2 separate regions of the Mus musculus genome follow, and region 2 is linked to region 1. Evidence: chromatin contacts called from public promoter capture Hi-C data. All regions are on one chromosome and are shown on one strand. The core of a region is the stretch at or near the end of the contact, and the rest is flanking DNA. Distances in the headings are between cores, read along the strand shown.

The links. Promoter capture Hi-C pulls out the DNA fragments that hold promoters and counts their contacts.
Region 2: a contact with region 1 is called in a promoter capture Hi-C map of hippocampal neurons, with 4 times the contacts expected there. A contact is called at or near these places in 2 of 39 promoter capture datasets (hippocampal neurons and liver).

The regions. Positions count from the first base shown.
Region 1 is chr19:34,637,624-34,643,386 of GRCm38.p6, forward strand. Ifit1 (interferon-induced protein with tetratricopeptide repeats 1) reads left to right here and starts at 3,266. Exons shown (of 2, transcript NM_008331.3): 1 at 3,266-3,364. The coding sequence starts at 3,360. It also overlaps a transcript of Ifit1bl1 not described here and a transcript of Ifit1bl2 not described here.
Region 2 is chr19:36,406,796-36,412,554 of GRCm38.p6, forward strand. Pcgf5 (polycomb group ring finger 5) reads left to right here and starts at 2,953. Exons shown (of 10, transcript NM_001368691.1): 1 at 2,953-3,114; 2 at 5,161-5,441. The coding sequence starts at 5,330.

The DNA.
Region 1 (5,763 bases), core at 2,016-4,515:
TTCTGGGTTAATATTTTTGAGATGGGTGAGTGGCCCCATCCCTCAACTGGGGGTTGTGCCTACCCTCAGAATATGGTCTCTACAGGTTCTCTCTCCTCTTTGTTGGGTATTTCAGCTAATGTCATCCCCAATGGAGCCTGGGAGTCTCTTGCTTTCCTGGCATCTGGGACATGCTGGTAGCTATCCCCAGTCCCCCATCCTCCATTGCTATATGCCTCTGTTCAATTTTCTGACTCTCTGTACATTTCCCCCATCTCTTCCCACACCTGATCTCCCTGCTTTTCCCCCTCCATGGAGGGACCCATGACTCCAGTTGCATATGTAGCAGAGGATGGCCTTATCTGGAATCATTGAGAGGGAAGGCCCTGTTCCTGTGAAAGTTAGATACCCCAGCGTAGGAGAATGCCAGTGCGGTGAGGGGAAACCAGAAAGGGGGATAACATTTGAAATGTAAATAAATAAAATAACCAATAAAAATTTTTAAACAAGTATTAGCTAAACCAGGGGAAAAAATGTGTCCTGCCTACAAGATGTGCAGGAATAGAGATGGAGCAGAGATGAAGGGAAGAGCCAACCAATGTCTGGGCCAATTTAAGACCCATCCTATGGAAGAGAGCCAATCCCTGACACTATTAATGATACTCTGTTATGTTTTCACACAGGAACCTAGCAGAACTGTCTCCTGAGAGGCTTCATCCAGCAGCTGAGAGAAACTGATGCAGAGAACACAGCCAAACATCAGGTGGATTTTGGGGAGTCCTGTGGAAGAGTGAGGGAAGGATTGAGCAAGCTGGAGGGATCAAGGTTATCACAAGAAGACCAAAAGGAAAGAAGAAGGAGGAGGAGGAGGTGAAGGAGGAGAAGGAGGAGGAGGAGGAGGAGGAGGAGGAGGAGGAGGAGGAGGAGGAGGAGGAGGAGGAGGAGAAGGAGAAGGAGAAGGAGAAGGAGAAGGAGAAGGAGAAGGAGAAGGAGAAGGAGAAGGAGAAGGAGAAGGAGAAGGAGAAGGAGAAGGAGAAGGAGAAGGAGAAGGAGAAGGAGAAGGAGAAGGAGAAGGAGAAGGAGAAGGAGAAGGAGAAGGAGAAGGAGAAGGAGAAGGAGAAGGAAGAAGAAGAAGAAGAAGAAGAAGAAGAAGAAGAAGAAGAAGAAGAAGAAGAAGAAGAAGAAGAAGAAGAAGACGGTCAACTAACCTGGGTCCATGGGAGCTCACAGAGACAGAACCACCAACCAATGAGCATGCAGGGGCTGGACCTAGGCCCCATACACATTTGTAGCAGATGTGCCACATGATCTTCATGTGGGTCCCCTAAAAGTTGGAGCGAGGGCTGTCTCTACCTTTGTTACTCCCTTTCAGTCTCTTTTTGCTAGCTGGGCTGCCTTGTCTGGCCTCTGTGGGAGAGGAAGCTCTGAGTCCTGCTGCAACTTGATGGGCTGGGGGTGGGGGTGGGTGGTAGTACCCATGGGACATAGGGGCCTTCCCTTGTCAGAGGAGACAGGGAAGAAGGAATAGCCATGGAGGGTGTGATGGTGGAACTGGGCAGCAGTCAGAATGTAAAACAAACAAACAAGCAAACAAACAAACAAAAAGAAAGAAAAAATGAAAAACAAAAGAGAAAAAGGCAATTTTGAGTTAAGAGCCTTATTAACACAATCCTTTCAACCCTGTCCATTTTTAAGTGTTTTAATATTATATTTCAGTGAAGTGTGTAGCCGGTATGTGTATGGGTGAGTGTGTATGTGTGTAACTGTGTTTTTGTTAGTGTGTCTGTGGGGGTGGTGTTATGACATTCGTGTGAAGTCATGTTAGAACACTCTAGATTTAGTTCTTCTCTGCCAGCACGGAGTCAGGGGACTGAACCCAGGAGTCAGGCTTGATAGCAAACACTTTAACTCTCTAACATATACCTAGTTATCTGACTGACACATAACTCTAGGTTCTCTAAAATTAAACTTTACTGGAGAAAGTGACCAGAGGGCCAACTCCTGTCTTGGTGTCAGCTGATGGGGGGGGGGGGTTAGGGCTGTACCTACCTGGTCAAAGATAACTCTCAGGAGAGGCTAGCACTATATCAAGGAGATGGGATTAGATGTTTAACTTCTTTCAATATTTTTAATATATGGAGGTGAGAAGGATGAGCTGAATTTGAGGACCTAGACATCAAAGGTCAGGATAAGGAACTAGACAGCAATAAAGGCTGAGATTACAGGTTAACCAAGACAACAGACTAAAGTATTTGACCTCAACCTGAAACAGTGTGAGCCCCACTGTCTGTAGTTCCCTAGATTGCTATTAGCCCTTAAAATGGTATTTATTTTACGTGTATGAACACACTGTAGTTGTCTTCAGACACACCAGAAGAGGGCATTTAATCCTATTACAGATACTTGTGAGCCACCATGTGGTTGCTGGGAACTGAACTCAAGACCTCTAGAAGAGCAGTGAGTGCTCTTAACCACTGACCCATCTAGTAGCCTTGCTATTAGTGGGATAGCATCAAGGCTCTGAATAACCATCACCCTTTAGGGATTCCATGTTTGGTTCTTGTTAACATGACTATGATTGGTGGAAAGAACCCTTTAGAGTCACCTCAGGAGAAGTTAACACAAAGCATGGCTCTACAGCTCTCTGGGCAATGGGAAACTGTCCTGGTTTATAAAGACTGTATTCCTAAGGCTTCGGATAGGCTGGGAAGCTATGGACCAGTCAATGCAGGTGAATAATGACATCTGTGGAAGATGCTAAGGATAGACACACAACAAACCAGCTAGTATCTTCTTCCACTTCCACAATGCATGAGAACTCACTCTTCCAGTCCCAAACTTTCCCTTTGCCATCCTAAGACCCCCTAGTGCCACATGGGAAAGTCTCACTTCCAAGGAGGAACTGCAGACCTTCAGTTGCTTGGAAGAAAGAACAACACTGCTTCTGAAGATGCCAGTCTGCTTTCCATTTTATCTGTATCACCTCCATCAGCCCCTACCTAACAGATAAGAGTCTCTGGGTGGCAGGGATGTCTCACTCTCTCTCTCTGGACAGCAGTCTGGATCCGACATGTCTGTATCCGTTTCAGAGCCTTCTCCTCATCGATTTCAGTGGAGAATGCAGTAGGGCAAACCCCACAGTGCCCCACAGTGCGTCTCCCTGGATAAACTGCAGGCTTCAGTTTCACTTTCCAGTCTCAGTTTCAGTTTCTCACTGCTGACTGAAAAGAGCACACCCCCTAGCTCACCCAGCCCTTTAAAAAAAACCTGAGCTTCCAGTTGGTGTGACAGTCTGCAAGAGAGCAGAGAGTCAAGGCAGGTTTCTGAGGAGTTCTGCTCTGCTGAAAACCCAGAGAACAGCTACCACCTTTACAGCAACCATGGGGTAAGGATTTCCCTGTTCTCCACTCTGAGGGAACCCAGGACACAGACGTTTGCTAGTGGCTGTTTCTGAGTGTGCCTCTAGCTTCTCTTTCTACTGCTGATGGGGAACAAGGATGCTAATTGTCCTGAGGGTCCAGGGAGTTTGCTTAATGCCCCCACTAAGCTGTGTGCCTGGTGCTGGATGTGTGACTGGAAGCTTGTTTTGATTTTTAAGGCTGTCTCACAGCATGTAGTAGGACGTACCTGGGAGAGAATTTAGTGCATGCTCGGCTCACAAACAAAGATGATTACCAAACAGGCCCTCTGGAATGGAATAAAGGACCACCAGTGCCCACTTGGTGCTCCAAAAGTGAGCAGCAGGTTAGAGTATGCTCCTTCTGATCTTCTGAGGACATAGTCCTTAGAATGTTCCAGCATGTCCTCAGAATCTTCCAGCCTATCCCTCAATGGACCTCTTGAAATGCTGTTCAAGCTTTCTGTTCCAGGCGCATTCATTCCCATCCCTGGCTGGCTAAACAAATAGCCAGGGCAACACCTCTCTCTCTCTCTCTCTCTCTCCCTCCCTCCCTCTCTCCCTCCCTCCCTCCCCGCGCCCCCCCCCCCCCCAGGATTAAGAAACAAAAATGTGTCAATTCTATTCTCTCTGACAAGAGGTATTAAAACCTTTTGGCCAAGAAACTAAATATATATGAATAAATATATATGAATATATGTTATATAAAGCCATGTCAGGAAGTTTGATAAGGTAGAGCAAGTAGAGACCCAGAGACTCGGTGGGCACACAACTGAGGCTTAGGGTATGGTGGGTAAAAGTTCTATACCTGAGTCAAGGGCCCCACACATCACCAGGAAGATAATGTGATTGATACAGTACCACCAACCAGTGGTTCCAGATTTAATAGATGGTGCATGGGGCACTACATCACACCCTGAGCCTGAGTATGGAGATATGGAACATCTGTGTTTTGCAACTGTTCAGAGGAATAGAGCATATAACTAACAAGAAAAAAGGCTCTCCTGCCTACCTCTGAGACCTAGGGAATCAGGTCACCTCTGATCCCTTGAGCCTGTGGGCCCCCTACTCCTATTGCCCTTCTGAAGTCAATTGGTCCAGAAGGTAAGAAGAAGTTTGGTAAGGTAGAGCAGATGCTATGCATAGGTGCATGTACCTCCACCTCAAGACAGAGAGCCCAGAAGGATCCTTGTGAGCCTCCCAGTCAAGGCAGACCTTCCTGGGCTACTGCTGTCCAGTTTTCAGAGTCCTCTGAGCTGTCCTGACAAAATCTTTATTTCCCATAAGGTGCAGGTACAATCTCTAATTCCAACTGTGGGATGCTGTAGCCAGGGAAAGCAAAGTAAAGCCAGATTGAATCTGATGCCCCTGGGTCAGGATTAATCTATTCCTACAGAAGCTTGTCCAGCATCTTAAAGTGCTCTGGAAAAGAAGGAGTAACTATGAATTTGGTTATGAGAGAGAGAGTGAGAGAGAGAGAGACAGACACAGACACAGACACAGACACAGAAATAGGGAAAGACAGATGATGGGGTCTCTGAGAATGCTGTGGCCAACAGAGCAATGGTCTCTATGAAGTAAGAAGGAAATCTGGTTGAATATAATTTAGCCAATGTCGGTTCAAACTTCTAGAATCTAACCTGGCACTGTTTGTTGTAAATATATTTCAGCACAATAAAATATAGCAAAATGTTTCCTGGTGTAATACAATCCTCTGTGTACACGGAGGTATCATGAGGTATAATTACACTGAAACTCAATTCAAAGTACATGTGACTTCTCTCAAGAGGATTAATTCCAGAGATAGGCTTCATACGTTAGCTGAAGGGCCCAGGGAAAAATCTGGTATGGTGTAAGTCATACAGATAGTACGGAGGTCATTTGGACTATTACCATTTCCATCCCTGGTTGTGTGAGCTTGGGGGAGCCTCGGACCATACAAATAAAGCAAAGGTTACCTATGCTATTAGCCATCTCTGGTCCTGCTGTATGAGGTTAATGTGTTCTGGCTCTACAGAGAACACAAAATACAAGGTTATTAGTGTTTATCTGTTTATCTGTTTATAGGAGGCAAGGACCTATGTGCTCCCAACTGACAGTCAGAGAGAGAAGATAAAACAGAGAGGGAGGGACACACACACACACACACAGAAAGAGAGAGAGAGAGACAGACAGACAGACAGACAGATATACATAGACAGATAGACATAGACAGAGAGAGAAAGATCAGAAACTTCTTACCCTTTTGTCTCTATCTAGCTTGGCTTATCAAACGTTTATATAGATAGAGTCCAGAGTCCAGGAATAACTGTCAAACTTTTCCAGGGGCACTGTTGAAATACCCACATATTTTTGTCCAGCATCAGTGAATTGGACCAGACACAAAT
Region 2 (5,759 bases), core at 1,703-4,202, 1.8 Mb after region 1:
ACCAGGAATGCGTTGATCTATCTTGCCATTGTTTTTGTTGTTATTTTTAAAAAATATTTATTTATTTATTTATTTGTTATATGTAAGTACACTGTAGTGTGTCTTCAGACACTCGAGAAGAGAGCATCAGATTTCGTTATGGATGGTTGTGAGCCACCGTGTGGTTGCTGGGATTTGAACTCAGGACCTTTGGAAGAGTAGTCAGTGCTCTTAACCACTGAGCCAGCTCATCAGCTTCTTTGTTGTTATTTTTAATCAGACTAATGTTTATATTTTAAATTACTTTTCCGTGGGTCTTATTGTTTTATTTTCTCGAAGCACTGGGAATTTATAGCTTTGTATCTGCAGGGCAAGCAAATCACTTGCTTTTTTTTTTTTTTAAATAACTTTTTTGGGGTAAGAGACTCAGATGGTTTCTAAAGAAGAGAGAGAAGAAATCGCAAACTGGTGAATAAGAATTGTCCCATTTGAGCCAGATATTTGAATGCTTACTTATCAAGTTCATCAGGGGTGGGCTTTCAGGTTTCAAAAGTACATGCCGAGCCCACTCTCTCTCTTGGCCTAACTGGGATCAGGAATTAGCTCTTAGCTACTTCTCCAGCCTGCTACTTCACACCTGCCTGCCACCATGTCCTCTCCTGGGATGGAAATGAGCTAGTCCCTGGGGCTGTCAGCAAGCCCCCAGTTAAGTGCTTTTTCTTCCAGAAGAGTTACCGTGGTCTCTGGTCTCAGTTTCTCTTCACAGCAAAGAATGGATGACTAAGACACTGTTTGGCTTCAAATGTAAGTAGGGACTCAAAACACTGGTGTCCCCACAAAGGATGGGACCCAATGGCATCTCTCAGTCTTACTCCAGCATCTCCATTTCCACGGCCACCGCAGGGGACTGCGTAGGGCTTTGGCATCAGCACTCCCTCTCTCCCTCCTTTGCTGGGGTATGTCCTCCCGGAGTCCGAGTCCAAGATCATTTCTGAAAATACTGGGCAGCTCACTTACCGATCACCAACTGCATTCCTCTCGGAGTTCTCAATGTTTGTACTCCTGGAAAAGACATTTAAAACACTTGCAGACACAAACTAGAACAATATTAGGCCATTGTGTGTGTGCTACAGTGTATATAACAGGATCTTCCATTTCACATTTTAATAGAACTTAGTGTGCAATCCATTGCCTATTTTATTTTATTCTGGTTTTTCGAGACAGGGTTTCTCTCTGTGTAGCCCCAGCTGTCCTGAAACTCACTCTGTAGACCAGGCTGGCCTCGAACTCAGAAATCCGCCTGCCTCTGCTTCCCAAGTGCTGGGATTAAAGGTGTGAGCCACCACTGCCTGGCCCCATTGCCTATTTTAAATATACTAGAAATAGGTTGGCTTTTCTCATTTGGATACATTCAGTATGAAAGACATGAAGCCTACAGTCACTTGACTTGTTTTCTTTTGCTTACTGTAATTACTGTGTCTTGCAGAAGTCATCCCAACCTTGAGTCGGAGTTTCAAAAAGGGGTCCTTAAGAGGATTATAATCACTTAAAGCTCTGTATTCTTCCTGCAGCGATATTCAAATGAATTTGTTTTACCTGCATCTAATTTACCTGTTTAGTTATAAAAATGGCTAGTTTTAAAGGCATCCTGTTCTGCCCCGTGCATTTTAAATTTGAGGTATATCTCTGGACACCTGTGCACGCCTGGATTGTTGTTTTGTTCTTGAAGTCACCTCCGCAATCTGTCACTAGCCAGAGGTTCTGCCTGTCTGGAGGAGATAAAGCGAATGCTCTGCATTCTCTCCGAATTCTTCAGCCACCTTTGCTCTGGCTCGTACAAAAGAGATGCTGGAACTGCAGCCCTGATTCTCTTTCTGGTGTGCAAGATTGAAGGTTACTTTGCAGCTTGCGCTTTGGAGAATTCTCCTTTGATATTTGGTTAGTAAGTGATGGCTACCTTGCTTTGCCTAGGATCCTAGGGATCCTAGATTATAGTCTTCTAAGAAGTGAAGTACTGGGTCTAAGTTATGCTCAGTAGGAATTTATGAGTTTGGGGAAAGCAGTAGGAGAGGAGTATAGGTCACCTTTCAAGGAATCCTCCTTTTCTGTTAATGAATGGTGTCTCCGAAGTCTCAAAGTCCACTAGAAAGAGCACTGGGGTTTTTGTTTGTTTTGAACCTTGCAAACAGCAATAAATTTTTACCACTTTACCTGTATTTGTCAGTGATTCTGATTGCTAGACCTATCATACTGCTACAAGTTCAATGGTGATTTCTAAATAAGGTTCATTGCAAGCCAGTGTCTTCATGTCCAGTACGGCCTCGTGGGTCCAGTGTGGAGAACAATGCCTCCTATGAAACTGTTCTTCGATGTCTTAAGTTATATTTATTTATATGAATGTTTGTGAGTTTGTCCTCTGACCTATAGAGGTCAGAGAACAGCTTGCAGGGGTCGTTCTGTCCATTCTCTCCTTCCGTTGAATGCTGAGGACTGAGCAAGTCTCCTCAGGCATGGCTTCAAGTGCCTTTACCGGCTGAGCCATCTCACCGCCCCAAGGAGAAAATTCAGTGAGGTGACTCAGTGCTCAACGCTGACCATTGCTTTTGAACCGGCCAGGCAAAGCGTACTGGTCATTGTTAAGACTGAAAACAACCCTGAGAGGGATGGCGAGGATAAGAACGGAGATAAAATTCGGCCACAGCTACGTGTCACACAGGAGCAACAAGGGTGGGGGGCAGGGCACTCAGGGTGTCCCAGGCGCCTAGGAGGAGCACGAGCCGGCGGGCGTGGGCTGGGGGCGTGGCCGGCGGGAAGGGGCGTGGCCCACGAGGAAAGGGCGTGGGGACGGGGCGTGGTCGGCGAGAGAGGCGTGGCCTGCGGGCAGGCGGGCGGCTCTGGCGGTTGGAGGTGGGTGGAGCTGCCCTTGGAGGCGGCACCGGCCTGGCCCCGAGGCCCGCCGCGCCCTATCGCGCCAGAGCCGAGTGGCCCCGCGGAGCCCGCGCGCTCCCGCCTGCTGGGGGAGGGCGGACAGGGCGCGGGGGACCAGACAGGCCGCGGCGGGCGCTGTTTCTCTTTCGCTTTCCCGGGCTCGGAGGCGGGCGCGCCGGCGGGCTGAAGAGCGGCGGCGGCCGCTGGGTAGGTACCGCGCGGGGGCGGCCCGGCCGCGCGCCAAGTTTGCGCCGGCGGCCGCGGCGCCCCAGACACCTGCCGCGCCGGGCGCTGGAGCCGGAGCCGCTCGGGGGCGGGGCGGGCGCGCGGGGTTTCGGGGCAGCGCTCGGGGGCGGCGCGGCCGGCCCGCGGAGACTCGTCCTGTCCCGTGGTCCCCGCGCGAGTAGCCCCGGCTCCTGAGCCGAGCACCTGCCCGGCGGTGAAGGGCTCGAACCTCCGGGACCCGCGCCGGCTGACGCGGAAAAGTTGCCGCCGGCCGGCCGCGCGACACCGCAAGCGCTCGCTTCCTTTCCGTGTCGGGGTGACAGGGCTCTGGGCTTGGGATTGGGACTGCGTTTCCCACCGGTTTGCCTCGAGCGAGCGCTCACGTAAGTCCTGGGAGCAAGGGAAAGTCGAGAGAGGAGCGGGGACCCAGGCGAGGATATTAATGCTTTGCTGAAGGTCACGAAGGCCAGAACCCCGACATTGCAATTAATTAAATTACACTTTCTGTCATATCCTTGACACTATTTTCCCAAGGAGTAGACGCTCCGAGCTTATACCCTGAACGTTCACAGTGAGGGTGTGCTGCTGGAATGATGCCTTCTAGACTTTTCCAGTTATTTTATACTCGCCTATGTGTTAACAGCCAAGGTAGTGGAAAAGTTTCTGCCTAATGAGTGAGATTCGTGTAGGATGAACCTACTGAAATCAGCATCTTCATTGTTTTCTAAGGTCATCTTTCTTGTAGGGAATTTGCAAAACTTTTTAAATAACCTAACAAGCTAGTGATTAGTAAAATTCTAAGAAGAATTAATGACATTTCTTCAGTTTTCACTGTTCACTATTTCATTTAATCATCGCCTTTCTAGGTCGCTGGAGCTCTTATTTTTATCTTACAAATAAAGCAATGAAATAAATAGCTACTTGAGACTAACTGTGGCTGGTATCTGTTAGAACTTTCTCACTAATAGAGGAAAAAAAGAATGAATTTTGGTAGAGTGCTTGCCTAACATGCACTGTGCCTGAGTTTGATCCCTGTCACAGTGCAAACTGGGAGTGGTGGGTCACACCTGTATTACCGGCATGCTAAAGGAGGAGGAGGCAGGAGGATCAGAAATTGAAGGTCATCCCCTCTAAACCAGGAGTTGTATGCCAACCTGGGCTATAAGAAACCCAGCCCAGAAAAATAAGAATGAATGAATGAATGAATGTTAAATCAGTGAAAAAAAGTAACTGGGGAGAAGTAAGCATTAGCAAATAGGGATTACAGTGAGGATAGTGTCAGAGAGGGACACAGGGACAAGGATGGTGCAGTGATGAAGAGGAAAGGCATGTTGGACAGAAGATAGGAGCCTGCAGAGTTTATATGGTGGGAAGAGTGGTCCTGTCAGTGTACCTGAAGTGTTGAAGGAAAGGTTAGAGTCAGTTTGCAATGGAAACCAATTAGGAATGTGGTTTACATCTCATGGGACAGGCTAAAAACCTTACATGCTTTTTCTGTTTACAGAGAGGAAGCGCCGACTTTTTATTTTTTCTATTTGAGAAGTACTAACTGTAATAAATAAATAGAATAAACCTGATAGCAGAATGTCAGATGCCCTGCCCGGAGGGTATCTGTCTGAAGAGGGGACATGCACATCATGTTGATTTGACTGTTAACTGGACGGAGAGTACAGAATGGAAATAGAGACCCTTTGGTAGGGGGTTGCTGACTTCAGTTGTGAGACTTGGTCGCTTGTATCGGCAGAGGCTCCTGATAGGAAGTCAAGCAGGTAGTAAAAGCCCAGTACTGCCGAGGAGCAGCCTTAACTGGGTTCAGCAGCTTTGGGTGCCATGAGTTGCAGTGGTAATTGAAGCTTCATAACTGGGTGAATTTGGTAACTCTCAATTAAATGAGAGTAGATTTACAGGTTAATTCTACAATAAAGGTTGTGTCCTGCTCATCACATTTTGACCCTGAAAATGTACTGTTAATGATATTAAATGCAGTATAAGAAATGTGATGCCTTCTCTCTGTGACTTTGGGAACAGGTATGAGAAAGAGAACCGCCAAAAGGAGTGAGTGATGCTCAGTGACCTGCGCTCAGGCTGGACGCTCGCGCCTCGGGACTCCTACAGGAACATTGCGCTAGCTCCTGGGAGCAGCTTTGCATCTCCTTAGTGCTCCTCTGCTTCAACTGCTCAAGCCAGCTGACCTCGAATGGCTACCCAAAGGAAACACTTGGTGAAAGACTTCAACCCTTACATCACCTGCTACATCTGTAAAGGCTATCTGATCAAGCCCACGACAGTGACGGAATGCCTCCATACATGTACGTATTTCTGTGTCCTCCGCTTTCTATGTGAAACCCAAATTCACCTAGGCGTGCGTGCGTGCGTGCCTTTAAAACTGTTGTGCTCTGTTTTGGTCTGGATTTTTAAGATTTAGAAAGTAGTCTTAATTACTTTCAAATTAATTTTCAGAATATTTGTCACTGGTATGCTAATAGCATGAAGTTTTCCTATCAGTTGAATCCTAATACATGTTTACTGTGTTTTTTTTTTTTTTTTTTTTTTCAAGACTGGGTTTCTCTGTATAGCCCTGGCTGTCCTGGAACTCACTTTGTAGACCAGGCTGGCCTCGAACTCAG